2 separate regions of the Pan troglodytes genome follow, and region 2 is linked to region 1. A link is a contact called in public HiChIP or PLAC-seq data. All regions are on one chromosome and are shown on one strand. Each heading gives the region's core, a stretch centred on a gene start, on an enhancer-like site or on the middle of the called end of the contact. The rest is flanking DNA. Distances are from core to core; before and after follow the strand shown.

The links. HiChIP or PLAC-seq counts read pairs in DNA pulled down with a chosen protein or histone mark.
Region 2: a contact with region 1 is called in an H3K4me3 HiChIP or PLAC-seq map of stem cell-derived excitatory neurons, with 4 times the contacts expected there. The contact joins the promoter of ANKRD13C here to the promoter of CTH in region 1. A contact is called at or near these places in 2 of 7 Hi-C or Micro-C datasets (blood and stem cell-derived neural progenitor cells) and 1 of 1 datasets of contacts at active chromatin or transcription factors (stem cell-derived excitatory neurons).

Annotation. Positions count from the first base shown.
Region 1 is chr1:160,582,300-160,585,886 of NHGRI_mPanTro3-v2.0_pri, forward strand. CTH (cystathionine gamma-lyase) reads right to left here and starts at 1,937. Exons shown (of 12, transcript XM_024346572.3): 1 at 1,086-1,937. The coding sequence starts at 1,253.
Region 2 is chr1:160,638,173-160,641,759 of NHGRI_mPanTro3-v2.0_pri, forward strand. It overlaps ANKRD13C (ankyrin repeat domain 13C), which reads left to right and starts at 1,956. Exons shown (of 13, transcript XM_001166457.7): 1 at 1,956-2,980. The coding sequence starts at 2,551. LOC101059761 (embryonic stem cell-related gene protein) reads right to left here and starts at 2,367. Exons shown (of 4, transcript XM_063800487.1): 1 at 1,848-2,367. The coding sequence starts at 2,007.

The sequences.
Region 1 (3,587 bases), core at 687-3,186:
AGAAGTGGTGTCAGAATGCAAACCTAGCCTTTGACTATAAGACTTGTGTTCTCTTTTTCTGTTGTTGTTTGAGTTGGAGTTTCACTCTTGTCACCCAGGCTGGAGCACAATGGTGAGATCTTGGCTCACTGCAACCTCTGCCTCCTGGGTTCAAGCGATTCTCCTGCCTCAGCTTCCCGAGTAGCTGAGATTACCCGCCACCATGCCCAGCTAATTTATTTATTTTTAGTAGATGGGGTTTCACCATGTTGGCCAGGCTGGGCTCGAACTCCTGTCCTCAGGTGATCCACCCGCCTCAGCCTCCCAAAGTGCTGGGATTACAGGCGTAAGCCACTGCACCCGGTCATGAGTTGTGTTCTTAATCACTAAGCCACAGTGCTTAAATGACGCAATAGGCTAAATTGTTACTAGCATTATTAGAGATAGCATAGTGTAGCTGAGTGCCTAGGAGTTGGTTCCTAAAGCAACCTCAAGTTTCTAAAGTTTGAATTCCATCTCCAATACTTATTAGTCTAAGGCTAGTTACTTAACTCCCTAAATCTCAGCTTCTTTATTGGGAAAAAATGAGAATTCGGTTCAGACTAGGGTTGTTGTTAGGATTAGATGAGACAATACATGTAATACACATGATATATACGAGCACGTATTTGGCATATAGTAGGTACTCAATAACTATTAATACAGCTACTGGAAACAATCTTAATTCTAGTCAAGTTATCAGACCCTTAATATTTTTTAAGCTGACTCCGTACTACATCTTTAAAATTTATGCTGCTAAAGGTAACTCAAAAAAGTTATGACCTTCGATTTTTAATTGCAAATTTGTCAAAATCACCTGAATTTCAGGCCAAATCTATATGGCAAGTTGGACAAACGGCTCCTTCCAGTCCTGCTTATCAAAAGAAATACGATCACTGGACCATCCGATACAAAGCTGTGCTGCAAGAATTACAGTGTAGAAACATCTTTCGGTTGCCTTCCTAATTTATAAGTCATATTATAAATTACTTACATGCCTTTCAAATTCATAAGCCGTATCTCTTTTACCGCCCAACTGTGGACAGCCCCAGACAGACCCAGCTCACCGAGTGCTGGCCAGGCGCCCCTTGCTTGAACGTGGTGGACAGTGAGATGGGGGGCACTAGAGCCCTGGAGGTCCATTGCTCTGGATCCTGGCCCACATGGATCGCCTGCGTGGCGAAATGTTGGAAGTGTGGCAGGAAACCTTGTGAGGAGGCGTCTTTTTCCTGCATGCTGAACCGCGAAAGAAGGAGAGAGGAAAAGAACACCGAAGATATAACCAGTCGAAGCCGGGTGTCCGGGGTTGGGAGAGACAGAAGGATCAGGCGAGAAGGAGCTAAAGCACGCAGGTAGAGCCGACGGCGAGCGCACTAAAGCGGCACACAGCGATTGTTGGGGTGGATTTTATTAGCGGGTCTGCAGTCTCATGATCACAGTGGGGCGGGACCAGCGCGGCCTATTGAGCGAAGGCCCGACGCGTCTCCCGCTCCTTATTGGCTGACAGCAGAGGCGTTGCCTGAAACGTCACCGCGACCGCCCCACCCAGTGCACAAAGCGGAGTGAAGCTGGAGTCCCTGGGTCCAAGTGGTGTTAGTCCCTGCGGGCGAAATTCCTGAGTACCGGTCCTGAGGAGGCTGCCATGCTGGCTCCTGAGAGCCACCCGGGCGTCTCTGTGACCTCAGGCCGGAGGTTCGTCCGACACGTGGCGGAAAGCTGGCTTAGTGTTGAAACCGGGTAACTGTAAACAGACCACATAAATAGCCTTCTTTTACTGTGGTAGTTACCTCTGACCACCATCCTTTGCCCTGAGGGCGGTGCTAAAAGACGTAAGCCACAACGTGGAGGGTGGTTAAGAAAACAGTTGCCCAAGCCGCCCAGTTTGCAGCTTGGATTCTCATCAGTCACAGCTTGCGTTTTAGGTACACTGAACTCTGTAATGACCCAGTGCTTACGATGACGAAACGATGACTAGAAGTGAAGGTTAAATTGTTCGTAAGACATAACGAAGCTACTGTAGTGAGGACGTCTATGCACAACTCTGGCAGCTTCCTAAAAGTTAGTCAATCTTGAGCTTTTTCAAGCATCATTATCTTCTTTTAAAGTACAGAGAGAAACTCCCCCTAATGAGAAAGATAATGTGGCTTTGAAATACTTACTGGAGCCTAACATCCTTACACAAAATGCTTTTGCTTTTACACAACAGCAACATCCCTGCAGGAAAAAGGATTGTTTACCACTCACCTGCGCCCAGAGCCCTACTCTCAGAAGAATCACTGCTTTAAAACAAAAATCTCCCTGTTCCCTAAGCAATACAGACTTGACCTACTTACTATTGTGGCTGTTTTCTAGCACCAGGAAATTTGGGGATATTTCTGTTGTTGCAAAATATTCGCTAAAGATCTAAAACTTTATTAAACAAATTAAGAACAAGGAGAATAAGGAATAAACAGCTCTTAAAATTTACAGTTTGAAAGAAAGATATGAAGAGAAAGAATGAGGCAATTTGCTTTTCAAATTAGCTTTAGGGACATTTAACCCATTAAGCACTAGAGGAGTGGTGCTTGAGGGCCTACAAGCTTTTAGAATCCTACCAAACTTTGTATGGCTGGGGGAAAAAATGGATAGACTTCAAAACACTAATGTATATTAATACATATTTAATTAATATTTTTCTTTTAAAAATATAACATCAACTGCAACTCACCTCAATATTTATGTATAACTATAGGTGGGTATTTTTGTGTAATATGATATGGCATTTAGGGGCCAAAAGGGTCTAAAACAGTTCCAATTAGTTTTACCTCCTAATATTTGCTGACAAACCCTGAGTTGCATAAATACAGACATTTTATTTAGTGTACTGTAATAAAGAATCATTCAGAAGACAGCACCAGGCTGGGTGCGTTGGCTAACGCCTATTAATCCCAGCACTTTGGGAGGCCGAGGTGGGCGAATCACCTGAAGTCAAGAGTTCAAGACCAGCCTGGCCAGCAGGGTGAAACCCCATCTCTACAAAAAACACAAAACTTAGCTGGGCGTAGTGGTGCACACCTGTAATCCCAGCTCCTTGGGAGCCTGAGACAGGAGAATCGCTTGAACCCAGGAGGCGGAGGTTGCAGTGAGCCGAGATCATGCCACTGCACTCCAGCCTGGGCCACAGAGTGAGACTCCATCTCAAAAAAAAAAAAAAGATAGCACCCAATACAAATGCTATAAATCAGGCCTTTTTTACTCTCTTAAACTGAGAAAACTTTATTGGATGGCAGCTTAATATGTATCAAGGATTTAAAATATCCCCTTTCTATGACTCAGCAATTTGTTTTGTAGAAAATTTTACTTGCAGGAATTTATCCTTTAGATATATTCTTAATATGTGTACAGAGATGAGCAAGGATGCTTTTTAAACCTACCTTACTATTTTTAATAGCAAAAGAGTGAAAAATGGCTTAATTATTCATTCTTAAAAGACTGGTTAACTGGTTATGATACTACTCTGTGATGGCTACAGTATGGCCAAGAAGTAGGAAGAGATTGAGATGTGCTGGTATGTCAGAGTCTCGCTCTGT
Region 2 (3,587 bases), core at 706-3,205, 56 kb after region 1:
GTATTTTTAGTAGAGACAGGGTTTCACCATGTTGCCCAGGCTGGTTTTGAACTCCTGACCTCAAGTGATCCACCCGCCTCAGCCTTCCAAAGTGCTGGGATTACAGGCATGAGCCACTGCGTTCGGCCTGAGTCACTGAATTTTCTATAAAGGTGATTGCATTATGCTATTCCCTGTTTAAAGATCTCTAAAAAGACTATTCCTTTTTTTTTTTTTGGACAGAGTCTCACTCTGTCCCCAGGCTGGAGTGCAGGGGCACAATCTCAGCTCACTGCAGCCCCGCCTCCTGGGTTCAAGCGAGTCTTCTGCCTCAGCCTCTTGAGTAGCTGCGAGTACGGGCACAAGCCACCACGCCCAGCTAATTTTTGTATTTTTAGTAAAGTCAGGGTTTCACCATATTGGCCAGGCTGGTCTCGAACTCCTGACCTCGTGATCTACCCGCCTCAGCCTCCCAAAGTGCTGGAATTACAGGCATAAGCCACCGCGCCCGGCCAAGTGTAAACTTTTAAGATGACATACAAAGCCCTGCATGACCTGGCCCTTCCTCTCTCTCTAGCCTTACTGTCAGATTTGACTGTACCACATTCTAGCATTGAAGTATTGGGCAAGTTTTTTTTAACTGTCAAGTGAGGATACTAATGCTAATCAGGGGGAGATAACAGCATATAAAGTGCCAAGCATACTGCCTGGCTTAGCGTTAACAATAAATATTGGCTATTGTGGAAGAAGCAAACATTATTGCATGTATTTTTTCAGTCTCTACTGCTGTCTCAAGAGGATGCTTTGAACTGTTGATTGGGTAATGTTTTAACATAAACGGAACTCTCCACTCCACCGAAAAAGAAAGAAGAGGAAGAAACAGATTTATCTGAACAGACTGGGAAGAAAATTGGAGGTGAAAAGTTGAGTGACTGGGGAGGATTAAGAGAGGCCCATCGAGTTGTTTGTTTGCGGAGATGAGTTAGCGGTAGTATAAACTTTAAGAAAGAAGAGATCTGGCCGGGCGCAGTGGCTCATGCCTGTAGTCCCAGCACTTTGGGAGGCTGAGGCTGGCGGATCACTGAGGTCAGGGGTTCAAGACCAGCCTGGCCAACACGGTGAAACCCCGTCTCTACTAAAAATACAACAATTAGCTTGGTGTGGTGGCGCAGGCCTATAATCCCAGCTACTCTGGAGACTGAGGCAGGAGAATCGCTTGGACCTGGGAGGTGGAGGTCGCAGTGAGCCGAGATTGCACCACTGCACTCTAGCCTGGACTACAGAGACTCTGTCAAAAAAAAAAAGAAAAAAAAAAAAGAAAAAAAAAAAGAAAAAAAAGAGAGATCTGAAGTATTTGCTCTCAGAACATAGGGGGACTTTGGAGAGTTAAATGGGTGAAGATCTTTAGGATGTTTTGCTAAGCCCCCTCCTTACGTCCTCAGTGGCCAGCTTTAGTTACTTTGTTAAAGTTTTATGGTTGGTAGATTTACGTTTCTTCAGAGTTTGACACTAGGTTGAGGTTGGCCATGAACTAATACAATTATATTTCAGTTACACGATTCTTTGCCCTCCTTGAGTGTCCCCACCCTCATATATGTTAACTCTGACATCTGCCCGAAATTCATTCATCTAATAAATATTTGAGTGGCCTCCCCTCTTTCCGATTGCTGGACAGCCCATCATTTTCCAAAGTCAGCACCTAAACTCTTCTATGACTTTCCTGACAACTCAACACTAAAATTCGTCCCTCCCTTTTTTGTGTGCAACCCACCTCCCCGCCTCCGCTTTTAATTGTTTGGCTGTCATTCCTCTTCTACAGTGCTCCTTGCAATCAGTACTGGTGCTGTACATATTTGCTAGCTTCGTACATACGGCACGAAGTAGATGCTCAGTAAATGTTGGTTGACTGAGTATCCTCTGCATCTCGGTGACATCACATCCTGCGTGCCGTGGCGTCATTCTGCATTCCTCTGCGGAAGGCTCAGATCCGGAGGGTTTAAGTGGTTGTTTATAACATGCACCGAACATATCCAACGCAGGCTGTGGTTTCCGACCGCCCACAAAAAGCGCGGTTGGCGGGAGTGCGGGTTCGGGGTCGGCTGGCAGCTGGGAGACTCCAGCTCTGGGCGGAAACACGCTGCCTCGGAGGCGCCGGCGCCTAGTGATTCTGGGAATAGAAGGTGCGAGGGAGGGAGCGGGTGGCTCACTTATCGCGGTGTTTTCTCTCTCTTCACTCCCGGGGGAGCTCTCGCGAGAGGAGCCAGAGGAAGATGGCCGTGCCCTGTTTTTCGGTGTGAGGCAGCGACGGCGGCTGCGACGGCGAGACTGAGATCCTGGTGTCGTGGGCACCTGAGTTCTAGCTCCCCCCAGCGAGCGCGCGTCCCTTCGTGCCTAGGCGAGAGCCGGCTCTTCCCCGGGAGATGCGTTTGTCCCAGGCTCGGGGGCTCAGTGGGAGTTCATGCTGCGCTGGAGGCTCTTGGCCACCGCTCTAATCGCCTTGTGCCGCCGCAGCGCCAGCTCCGTCGCCAGCGGTGAGCCTCCCGATTCCCCCCCTTGCCCCTGGCGGCGGCGATGACCGGGGAGAAGATCCGCTCACTGCGGAGGGACCACAAGCCCAGCAAAGAAGAAGGGGACCTGCTGGAGCCCGGGGATGAGGAAGCGGCGGCTGCCCTCGGCGGTACCTTTACCAGAAGCAGGATTGGCAAGGGCGGCAAAGCTTGTCATAAGATCTTTAGTAACCATCACCACCGGCTACAGCTGAAGGCAGCTCCGGCCTCCTCCAATCCCCCCGGCGCCCCGGCTCTGCCGCTGCACAATTCCTCCGTGACTGCCACCTCCCAGTCCCCGGCCCTTCTGGCCGGCACCAACCCCGTTGCTGTCGTCGCGGATGGAGGCAGTTGCCCGGCACACTACCCGGTGCACGAGTGCGTCTTCAAGGGGGATGTGAGGAGACTCTCCTCTCTCATCCGCACGCACAATATCGGGCAGAAAGATAATCACGGTGAGGAGTGCTAGCCCCTCTCCACCTCTCTCCTTCCCCGAGCCTAGGGTGTGCCTCCCCAGGCTTCTGGAATCCTAGGCCCCCTCCAGCAGACTCTTCTTTTTGCCCATCATCCGGGCCGTTCGGTAAATCATGATCGACTCAGTAATAGCGTGCCAGTGGTCAGGGGGTTGGTTCTTGTGGGTGCAAAGGAATGTATCCTCCTTGCCCACTTCAAAGTTTGTCGTGAGAAGCTGTTTTGTTTGAGACAGGCCTTCGATTTGCTGATTCTGGACTGTCAGAAATTTTAGGTTGCCTCTCACCCAACCTGGTTTTCTCCCTTTGTTTATGGAGCTATATATCTTTATTTCTCTCTCTTCCCCCTACCTTGGCATTTTAAATTTTGAACGCATAAATTGCCCTCCTCCCTTCATTGCTCACATACAGATCCCATCTTGACTGCAACTGGTTGTGATTTTGCCTGCCACCAGGTTGTTTCTTTTTTGTCTGCTTTCAGTAAACTTAGAATGTTAGTTTTCTGAAAGCCACACAGTAGAAATTTGTTGGTATTTGATACGTAGAACAGTTAAAGTGACTTCTCAACAGCCGATTTTTGTTTGAGTAGAGA